Regions from separate parts of the Mus musculus genome. Here all the other regions are linked to region 2. The links are chromatin contacts, called in public HiCAR-type maps. All regions are on one chromosome and are shown on one strand. The core of a region is the stretch at or near the end of the contact, and the rest is flanking DNA. Distances in the headings are between cores, read along the strand shown.

The links. HiCAR-type assays count read pairs that join an accessible place to other places.
Region 1: a HiCAR-type map of astrocytes shows a contact between it and region 2, with 6 times the contacts expected there. The contact joins the promoter of Mettl14 here to the promoter of Tram1l1 in region 2. A contact is called at or near these places in 6 of 39 promoter capture datasets (the 3T3-L1 cell line, 3T3-L1-derived adipocytes, hippocampal neurons and 2 more) and 4 of 115 datasets of contacts at active chromatin or transcription factors (astrocytes, embryonic forebrain, forebrain and 1 more).
Region 3: a contact with region 2 is called in a HiCAR-type map of astrocytes, with 4 times the contacts expected there. The contact joins the promoter of Prss12 here to the promoter of Tram1l1 in region 2. A contact is called at or near these places in 2 of 39 promoter capture datasets (hippocampal neurons and liver), 5 of 115 datasets of contacts at active chromatin or transcription factors (astrocytes, differentiating embryonic stem cells, embryonic forebrain and 2 more) and 1 of 9 other capture datasets (adipose tissue).

What each region holds. Positions count from the first base shown.
Region 1 is chr3:123,384,672-123,387,629 of GRCm38.p6, forward strand. Mettl14 (methyltransferase like 14) reads right to left here and starts at 1,319. Exons shown (of 11, transcript NM_201638.2): 1 at 1,091-1,319. The coding sequence starts at 1,156.
Region 2 is chr3:124,319,780-124,322,498 of GRCm38.p6, forward strand. It overlaps Tram1l1 (translocation associated membrane protein 1-like 1), which reads left to right and starts at 1,258. Exons shown (of 1, transcript NM_146140.4): 1 at 1,258-2,719. The coding sequence starts at 1,414. The coding sequence ends at 2,505.
Region 3 is chr3:123,445,486-123,448,185 of GRCm38.p6, forward strand. It overlaps Prss12 (protease, serine 12 neurotrypsin (motopsin)), which reads left to right and starts at 1,428. Exons shown (of 11, transcript NM_008939.2): 1 at 1,428-2,151. The coding sequence starts at 1,674. Gm35065 (a long non-coding RNA gene) reads right to left here. Exons shown (of 5, transcript XR_001783982.2): 1 at 2,665-2,700.

The sequences.
Region 1 (2,958 bases), core at 69-2,568, 940 kb before region 2:
TTGAGATCCTGGCGAGAAAGACTCATTGGAAATCTAAAATTTACTCACTCAAGCTTTGAGCATTTCCCTCCATTACTTATATTGATTTGTATGGTGTAATGAAAACAGCCTGAGATTTTTAAGTAAAACAACTTGTAGTATGTATTCCCTGCATGAATGGTCTACTAAACGGCAAGCACTCACATCTTCATTCACTAGCTTCAATGAAAGCGAAAGGTTTGAAAAGTAATCTCTAGAGAGAGGAATCTTAGAGAATTCTCTGGTGAGGGCTGGCTAGGGAAAAACGTTAAAATTTGGAAACCTAGTCCTAATGTACTAGTGAACGTAACACCTCCTGTCTCTAATAAATTACCAAGTAAGGATTCAAACGTTTGGTTGAAGGTAGACTGTGTTCTAAGTGCAGAATCTAAAATTTGCTCTAACTTAGGTGGCTTCCAATGAGTCTTTCGACAGGATCTCAAGAAAATAATCAAACTTCCTTCAAAACCAATATCAAGAAAAGATTAAGAACATGCACTGCTCTTCCAAAGGACCTGAGTTCAAGTCCCAAGCACCCACACCAGGAGGCTCACAACTACCTGTAGTTCCAGCTCCAGAAAGATCCAACACCTCTGGCGCTGTGCTCACGTGCACATATATATATACACACAGAGAGACAAACCCCACATAATTTAAAATAAAAACTAATCTTAAAAAAAATAAAGAATCTGAAGCTGACGCGGGAGAAAGGCAAGACATGAAACACTGCTTCAACAGTGACGGTGAAATGTAAGGGCTAAAACTGCCACTTGCTCTTGTAGCAACTACTAGCACTGCACTCATCGACAATTCCCAAGTCTACCCCCACCACTCAAGTCCGTGCCCGCCACGGTGGGGACAGAAAGCCCAAGCCTGGCAGCGGTTGGTTTTCTACGTAATGACTCTGACAGGCACTCGAGTAGACTAGGGAATAAAAGTCCCGGGACAAAGACCTTGACAGATGCTGATGTGAGAGTTCACCAAAAAAAAAAAAAAAAAAAAAAAAAAAAAATTTTTTTTAAAAGAGGCGGCCGCGCACGCGCACTAATGCTCCCTCCCACCCGCCGCACACCTGCTGAGCTAGGAGCTGCCGCCGTAACTTCTGCCGCTCCCGGATCTCCTGCAGGCGGCTATCCATGCCCCAGCTTCGGCTGCTCACCACCCCGACAGACTCCGCGCCCGCCAAAATGCAAATCCACCTGCCAAACCAGGAAACACCGGGTCCCGCCCCGCAGAGATTCTGACCCGGAGACTTTCACGTCCCTCAGGAGGAAGTTTCCGGCGCGCCTGAAACAGGCTATGCCTGAACAGGAAGTCCCGCCTCCAGGACGCCGAAGATATGATGTCACACGACGAGACCCAATGGGGATGTAGTGGTGGTTGAGGGCGAGGAGCCGCTTTTGGCTATCTTCTTAGTGCTTAAAGTCTTTCCTGAAGGGTTAGGCTCGGTTTTTTTGTTTTTTGTTTTTCCTGCTCATAAAAGAAGTTTTTCTTTTTCCCGTTAACCAATTGTCCGCCTGCCAGTCCTGGCTTTTTAATATTTGAGGGATGCTTGTGGGTTTCTTTCACTGCAATACTGACCGGCTTGTGAAGGACTGGATCGCCGCTCAGTAACCTTGGCAAGTTAGCGAGCTTTTGTAAAAGAACAGAGAAAGAGGGTCTTGGGGGGCTGAGGCAGGAGGACCCAGGAGTTTGGAGCCTAGGCTATGTAATGAAACCCTGTCATTCACTCATTTATTTATATAAATAAATAAATAAATAAATAAGAACAGAGAAAGAGGGTCTTGGGGGGCTGAGGCAGGAGGACCCAGGAGTTTGGAGCCTAGGCTATGTAATGAAACCCTGTCATTCACTCATTTATATAAATAAATAAACAAACAAATAAATAAATAAATGCAAGCAAACATAGCGGTAGTTACGTAGTGAAACCCTGTCATTCATAAACACACAAACAGAGCGGGCAGCGCTGAAACCCTGTCATTCATTCATTTATATAAATAAATAAATAAATAAATAAATAAATAAATAAATAAATGCAAGCAAACATAGCGGTAGTTACGTAGTAAATAAATAAATAAATAAATAAATGCAAGCAAACATAGCGGTAGTTACGTAGTAAATAAATAAATAAATAAATAAATAAATAAATAAATAAATGCAAGCAAACATAGCGGTAGTTACGTAGTGAAACCCTGTCATTCATAAACACACAAACAGAGCGGGCAGCGCTAGGCTATGTAATGAAACCCTGTCATTCATTCATTCATTCATATAAATAAATAAATAAATAAATAAATAAATAAATAAATGCAAGCAAACAGCGGTAGTTACGTAGTGAAACCCTGTCATTCATAACAACACACAAACAGAGCGGGCAGCGGTAGCGAATGCCTTTAATTCCAGCACCCGAGAGACAGAGGCCGGCAGTTCTCTGAGTTCGAGGCCAGCCTGGTCTACAGAGCAAATTTCAGGGCAGCCAGACCTACACAGAGAAACCCCATCTCAAAAACAACAATCAAGCAAAAATTCCTTGCATAATAGTAGAATTATATGACAAAAACGTTAATTTTCAAAAAGTCTTCTGTAAATTATTTTGACTATATAGTGTTAAGGTATATCTCTTTCAGACTTAGCTATATTATTTGATAATTATGACTGCCGGGACTAGATGTTTATTCACTGAGCATTTCTTATAGCAAGTACTGTGCTGAGCTCTGGAGTCTATGAAGGCTCAAAGATCAAAAAATATATGAACATGCCGGCTCCTTCCTTCTGTCCCATCAGCTCTAGGCTGTTATTCCAATACATGTTCTCCATTTAAAATAACTATGTGAACTGGGATCTCCTGCATGAAGTGGGGCTGAAAACCAGTGGATCCACACTATCTCACAGTATTTATGAAGTCAATGAGATCCATCAGAGAATTGTTGGATTTTTTAC
Region 2 (2,719 bases), core at 8-2,507:
GATGAGCTTGGATAAACAAAGAAAAGTCAGAGTGATGATCTGAAGAAAAATAAAAAGCATTATCCAATGAAGAATCACTTGAAAAATAGAGAATTCTTATTATGAAAAATAATATGTATATTTTCCTTAATTCAAGAACACTCCCCATAACAAACCGTATTTTCCTCTGGAAAATTCAAGATGCCTTCTATTGATACAATCTCCAAGCTAAATAAACAAGGTTCTATTTATACTGCGCTATGCTATGTAGCGAACTGAAGGATGACGATAAATCTCAGCACTCTAACGATAAACGCTTTGTTTCTTTTAAAAGGGCCTGTAGCGTTATTCGTCTGAACTGCATACTTTATACTTTCACCCATCATTCCTCTCCGTAAGGACTTTACACTCATATGACAGATAAAGGACAAGAAATTCATTCTCCCTTATCAGTGATATTTGAAAACTGACATAAAACTTCTGTTGACAAAGCTAATAACATGGCTTTTCTTTAAAGTGAAATTTAACATTTGCTAAAAACGTTACACACAGACAAATGAACCCTGAGATTCATGTCTGTCCGAGTGAAGTCTTGTTTTGTAGCCAAGGACCTGCAAGATCTCTGCTTCCCACTGCCTTGCAGACTTCTAATATAATTAGCTAGCACCTCTACAGCCATTTTTGTTCTAATAGCATTATTTTCTGAAACTGCTTCTTTGCATTGGTGTTGCCAGGTCTGACTGATTTAACATAGAGACAGCACAATACAGCGCTGAGAATACTCTGGTTCCACTCAGGATTTAAATCGTGGCTACTGATATTTATTAGACCTGTGGTGATAATAATGGCAGGCATGGTGTGTCACAAAGAGGTGGGTGGGGAAAAGGAGAGAGAAACAGAGAGACAGAGGCAAAGACAAAAAACACATAGAGGAGACACAGACACTCAGATGAGAGAGAGAGAGAGAGAGAGAGAGAGAGAGAGAGAGAGAGAGAGAGAGAGAGAGAGAGAATGAATTTGATTTCCACAGCATCAGCCCCTTAAGGGAAGGTGAGATTCCTAAGAGATCAGTAGAGAGCACTAGGGAACTCGCTGCTGTGTTGCCATGGTGATGATGGCAATGGCAATGACAGTGGCACCAGATTTCCCAGTTCCTGGGAAGCCCCTCCGGCTCCTGTGGGTGGGCGGCGGCGATCGGTGCAGCAAATCCGCGCTCGCACCCGGGCCTGCGGGGCAGGGGCGCGGCGCTCGATTTCCTTTCCTGCCTCCGCAGCCCCTGTGCGCATGCTCGGCCTACGCGGCCCCAGCCTTTGATTGATCGGTCGGCAGCGGCTGCGACCCTGGGCGTCAGACGGGCGGTGATGGGGAGCCCGGCGCTGGGAGCGGCTCAGTGATCAGCGGTGGAGGCCGGTGACTACTGGTGAGTACCGCGGCATGGGGCTCCGCAAGAAGAACGCCAGGAACCCCCCGGTGTTGAGCCACGAATTCATGGTGCAGAACCACGCGGATATGGTCTCCTGCGTGGGCATGTTCTTCGTGCTGGGGCTTATGTTCGAGGGCACCTCCGAGATGTCGATCGCGTTCCTCACTCTGCAGCATGGAGTCGTTGTCCCAGCGGAAGGGCTGCCCTCCGGGTCCAGGACCCTGTACCATTATGGGGTCAAAGATCTGGCCACAGTGTTCTTCTACATGCTGGTGGCCATCATCATCCACGCCACCATTCAGGAGTACGTGCTAGATAAGCTCAGCAGGAGACTGCAGCTCACCAAAGGCAAACAAAACAAACTGAATGAGGCCGGGCAGCTGAGTGTGTTCTATATAGTGTCCGGGATCTGGGGCATGATCATTCTGGCCTCTGAGAACTGCCTGTCAGACCCTACACTCTTGTGGAAGTCTCAGCCCCACAACATGATGACATTTCAGATGAAATTTTTCTACATTTCACAGTTGGCTTACTGGTTTCATAGCTTTCCGGAGCTTTACTTCCAGAAAGTCAGGAAGCAAGATATCCCGGGTCAGCTCATCTACATTGGCCTCCACCTCTTCCACATTGGAGGGGCCTATCTCTTGTACTTGAACCACTTGGGCCTGCTGCTGCTGATGCTGCACTACGCCGTAGAGCTCCTCTCCAGCGTGTGCAGCCTGCTTTACTTTGGTGATGAGCGGTACCAGAAAGGGTTGTCTCTGTGGCCTATCGTGTTTATATCCGGGAGACTCGTGACATTGATTGTCTCGGTGGTTACAGTAGGGCTTCACCTGGCCGGGACAAATCGGAATGGCAATGCACTCTCTGGTAATGTCAATGTGCTGGCAGCTAAAATCGCTGTTCTGTCCTCGAGTTGCAGTATCCAGGTGTACATAACATGGACCTTGACTACTGTCTGGCTTCAGAGATGGTTAGAAGACGCGAACCTTCATGTTTGTGGAAGGAAGAGACGGTCCAGGGCGAGAAAAGGCACAGAAAATGGAGTGGAGAATCCGAATAGAATAGACTCTCCACCAAAGAAGAAAGAGAAGGCTCCTTAAGCAGCTTCAAGCTAATTGATTCTTACCTCCAAGGGAATCCACTCCTTGCTATGTGGTGTCTCTGTGCTAGAGAGTTTCTGTTTTTCAGAACGGGTCGTGCTTTTTTAAATATTGCTATTGTTATTGTCTAATGTGTTTTTAAGGGTTGGCAGCGGTATGAGTGGTGGTGGGAATTAAGATTAAACCACTCAGCCTCTAAATCCTGTCAGAATAG
Region 3 (2,700 bases), core at 178-2,677, 870 kb before region 2:
AGAATCAGATGCAGATATTTGCACCCAACCAATGGACAGAAGCAGCTGACCCCTGTTGTTGAATTAGGGGAGACTGAAAGAAGCTGAGGAGATGGGTGATTACGTTGGAGGACCAGCAGTCTCAGTTAATCTGGACCCCTGAGATCTTTCAAACACTGGACCACCAAACATACAGCATACACCAGCTGATATGAGGCCCCTTACACACATACAGTGGAGGACTTCAGGTCTGTGTTCATTCAGCTAACCCTCAAGAGACTGGAGGCCCCAGGGAGTTTAGAGATCAGGTGGGGTGGGGTGTGGGGGCATCCATGTGGAGACGGGATGGGGTGGGAAGGAGTTATGGGATGTGGAACAATTGGAGGGTGGATGGGGAGGGGCGGGGAATGGAATATAGAGTGTAAAAATGAATTACAAATAAAAACTTTTAAAAATTGACAAATGCATTCATTCTTGGGTTTCTGACAGTTATTTTACACAGTGAAATGATTCCTAAAATATTAAGTGAAGTTGAATTATTTAAAGCCAGGTGCGAGGATCACTTCCAGTTTCTGAATAAAACCTAGATTTTAACAATGGTCATTTAAATTTTGTTCAAGTTTTCTTTGGATTGCATCACATTAGGGAACGGAGTCCCTTCGTTGCTGAAACATCAACATCCCAGAAAGCAAGCTTGTCATCTTCCTATCCTAATTCCTGTTTCTTCTTTAACTTAGTGGCATGGACAAGAGCAATCGGCAACCCTAAGCCTTCAGCCCCAGCTAATTCTTAAAGTCCTAAACCTAGAGGCTTCGGAGTGGCACAGGGGGATGTTGGAAGTGGTGTACTGAACCATCAGAGAAATTAATAACATCTCCCATAGGTAGAGTCTACTTTTATTGAAGCTAGCTGGAGGAAGCTAGCTCTTGCCTGGGGCAGCAAATCAAGAGGCTTAATTCAAGTCCCGACCCTGTGGGCAGGAGGCAGGTGCCGCAGGGACACAGCGTCTGTGGAGGCTGGAGATCAGGATGAATCCCTATTAAAACTTAACAACTGGTGTCCAGGGCATCTGGTGGAAAGTGGGAGGCAGGAAGGAGAAAGGTTCAGGTTCCTTTTGCTGGATCTACTCGGGCATTTAATTTCCTCTAACGTTCGTCGGAACACGGTGTGAAGCTTGGGATCTTAAAGGACTCAGCTCTGCCAAGTGGTTTTAACACTCCTGGTGGGCTTTCATAACTTCTATGCTGCGAAACGCCAAGGCAGAGAGGTGCATCTAATTCCATCCACATTTCTCCAGAGATTGCAAAACACACACGGAACCACCGAGAACGGGAGGGACCGGTGCCAGGCGGGAGCCGACAGACAGGGCTGTGGTGGTGCCTGTTGGCACCGGCAGCCTAGACCTTCCCCCGCGTTGGCACCGAGAGCCCGCGCCTCCGCCTGACAGCCGAGGGTGGGGTGGAGGTCGGACTCCGGGCTACAGAGCTCCTGGCGCTCATCGCCTCTGGCGCTCCAGCCTTTGCTTCGCGGGGCTGACCCTTTGGGTCCCGGTGTGATCCTCCAGCTGCCCCGGGGGCTGGGACAGCAGGGCGGCGGCGCGAGCGTGGGAGGGGGCTCTAGGACTCTGCCGGCCCCGCCCCGCCCCCTCCGCGGGGACCCGGAGCCCAGCATGGACCACACTCGGCGCCGCAGCCATGGCGCTCGCCCGCTGCGTGCTGGCTGTGATTTTAGGGGCACTGTCTGTAGTGGCCCGCGCTGATCCGGTCTCGCGCTCTCCCCTTCACCGCCCGCATCCGTCCCCACCGCGTTCCCAACACGCGCACTACCTTCCCAGCTCGCGGCGGCCACCCAGGACCCCGCGCTTCCCGCTCCCGCTGCGGATCCCCGCTGCCCAGCGCCCGCAGGTCCTCAGCACCGGGCACACGCCCCCGACGATTCCACGCCGCTGCGGGGCAGGAGAGTCGTGGGGCAATGCCACCAACCTCGGCGTCCCGTGTCTACACTGGGACGAGGTGCCGCCCTTCCTGGAGCGGTCGCCCCCGGCCAGTTGGGCTGAGCTGCGAGGGCAGCCGCACAACTTCTGCCGGAGCCCGGATGGCTCGGGCAGACCTTGGTGCTTCTATCGGAATGCCCAGGGCAAAGTAGACTGGGGCTACTGCGATTGTGGTCAAGGTGAGTGGCATCCGGGCAGAGGTGACAGCTAGGGACTGGCACAGAGGCAGCCTGACTCCGGACCGTACCTGTGTACCTGACCTGTGTACCTGGAGACAAGGGGTTGAGAGCTTGCATTGTGGTGTGGTGGTGGGCTTGGAAGCCCGATAACTAGTAAAGTGCATTCATTTGTACAGTAAATGTCAGTCAGGAAAGCATGCATCCTGTGACGATTGTCACGGGGACAGTAGCTGCATAGGGTGCTCAACTCTAGCACCTAGAAGAGGTCTGTCCAGTCAACGTGTGTGTGTGTGTGTGTGTGTGTGTGTGTGTGTGTGTGTGTGTGTGTGTGTGTGTGATTGGCAGGATTTGTGCATGATGGTGGGTGTCTGTTGTCTGTGTGTATCGGCTAGCCTTAATGAGGCACTCTGTATACAAAAGAGGAAAGGTAAAGAAATACATACATTTGCTGGCCAGTAGTTTGGGAAAGGGAAGTATTAAATGTAAGATGAATACCAGCACAAACTTTCTTACCTCTATAGACCGGGATTTGGAAAAATTGCTGTGAAA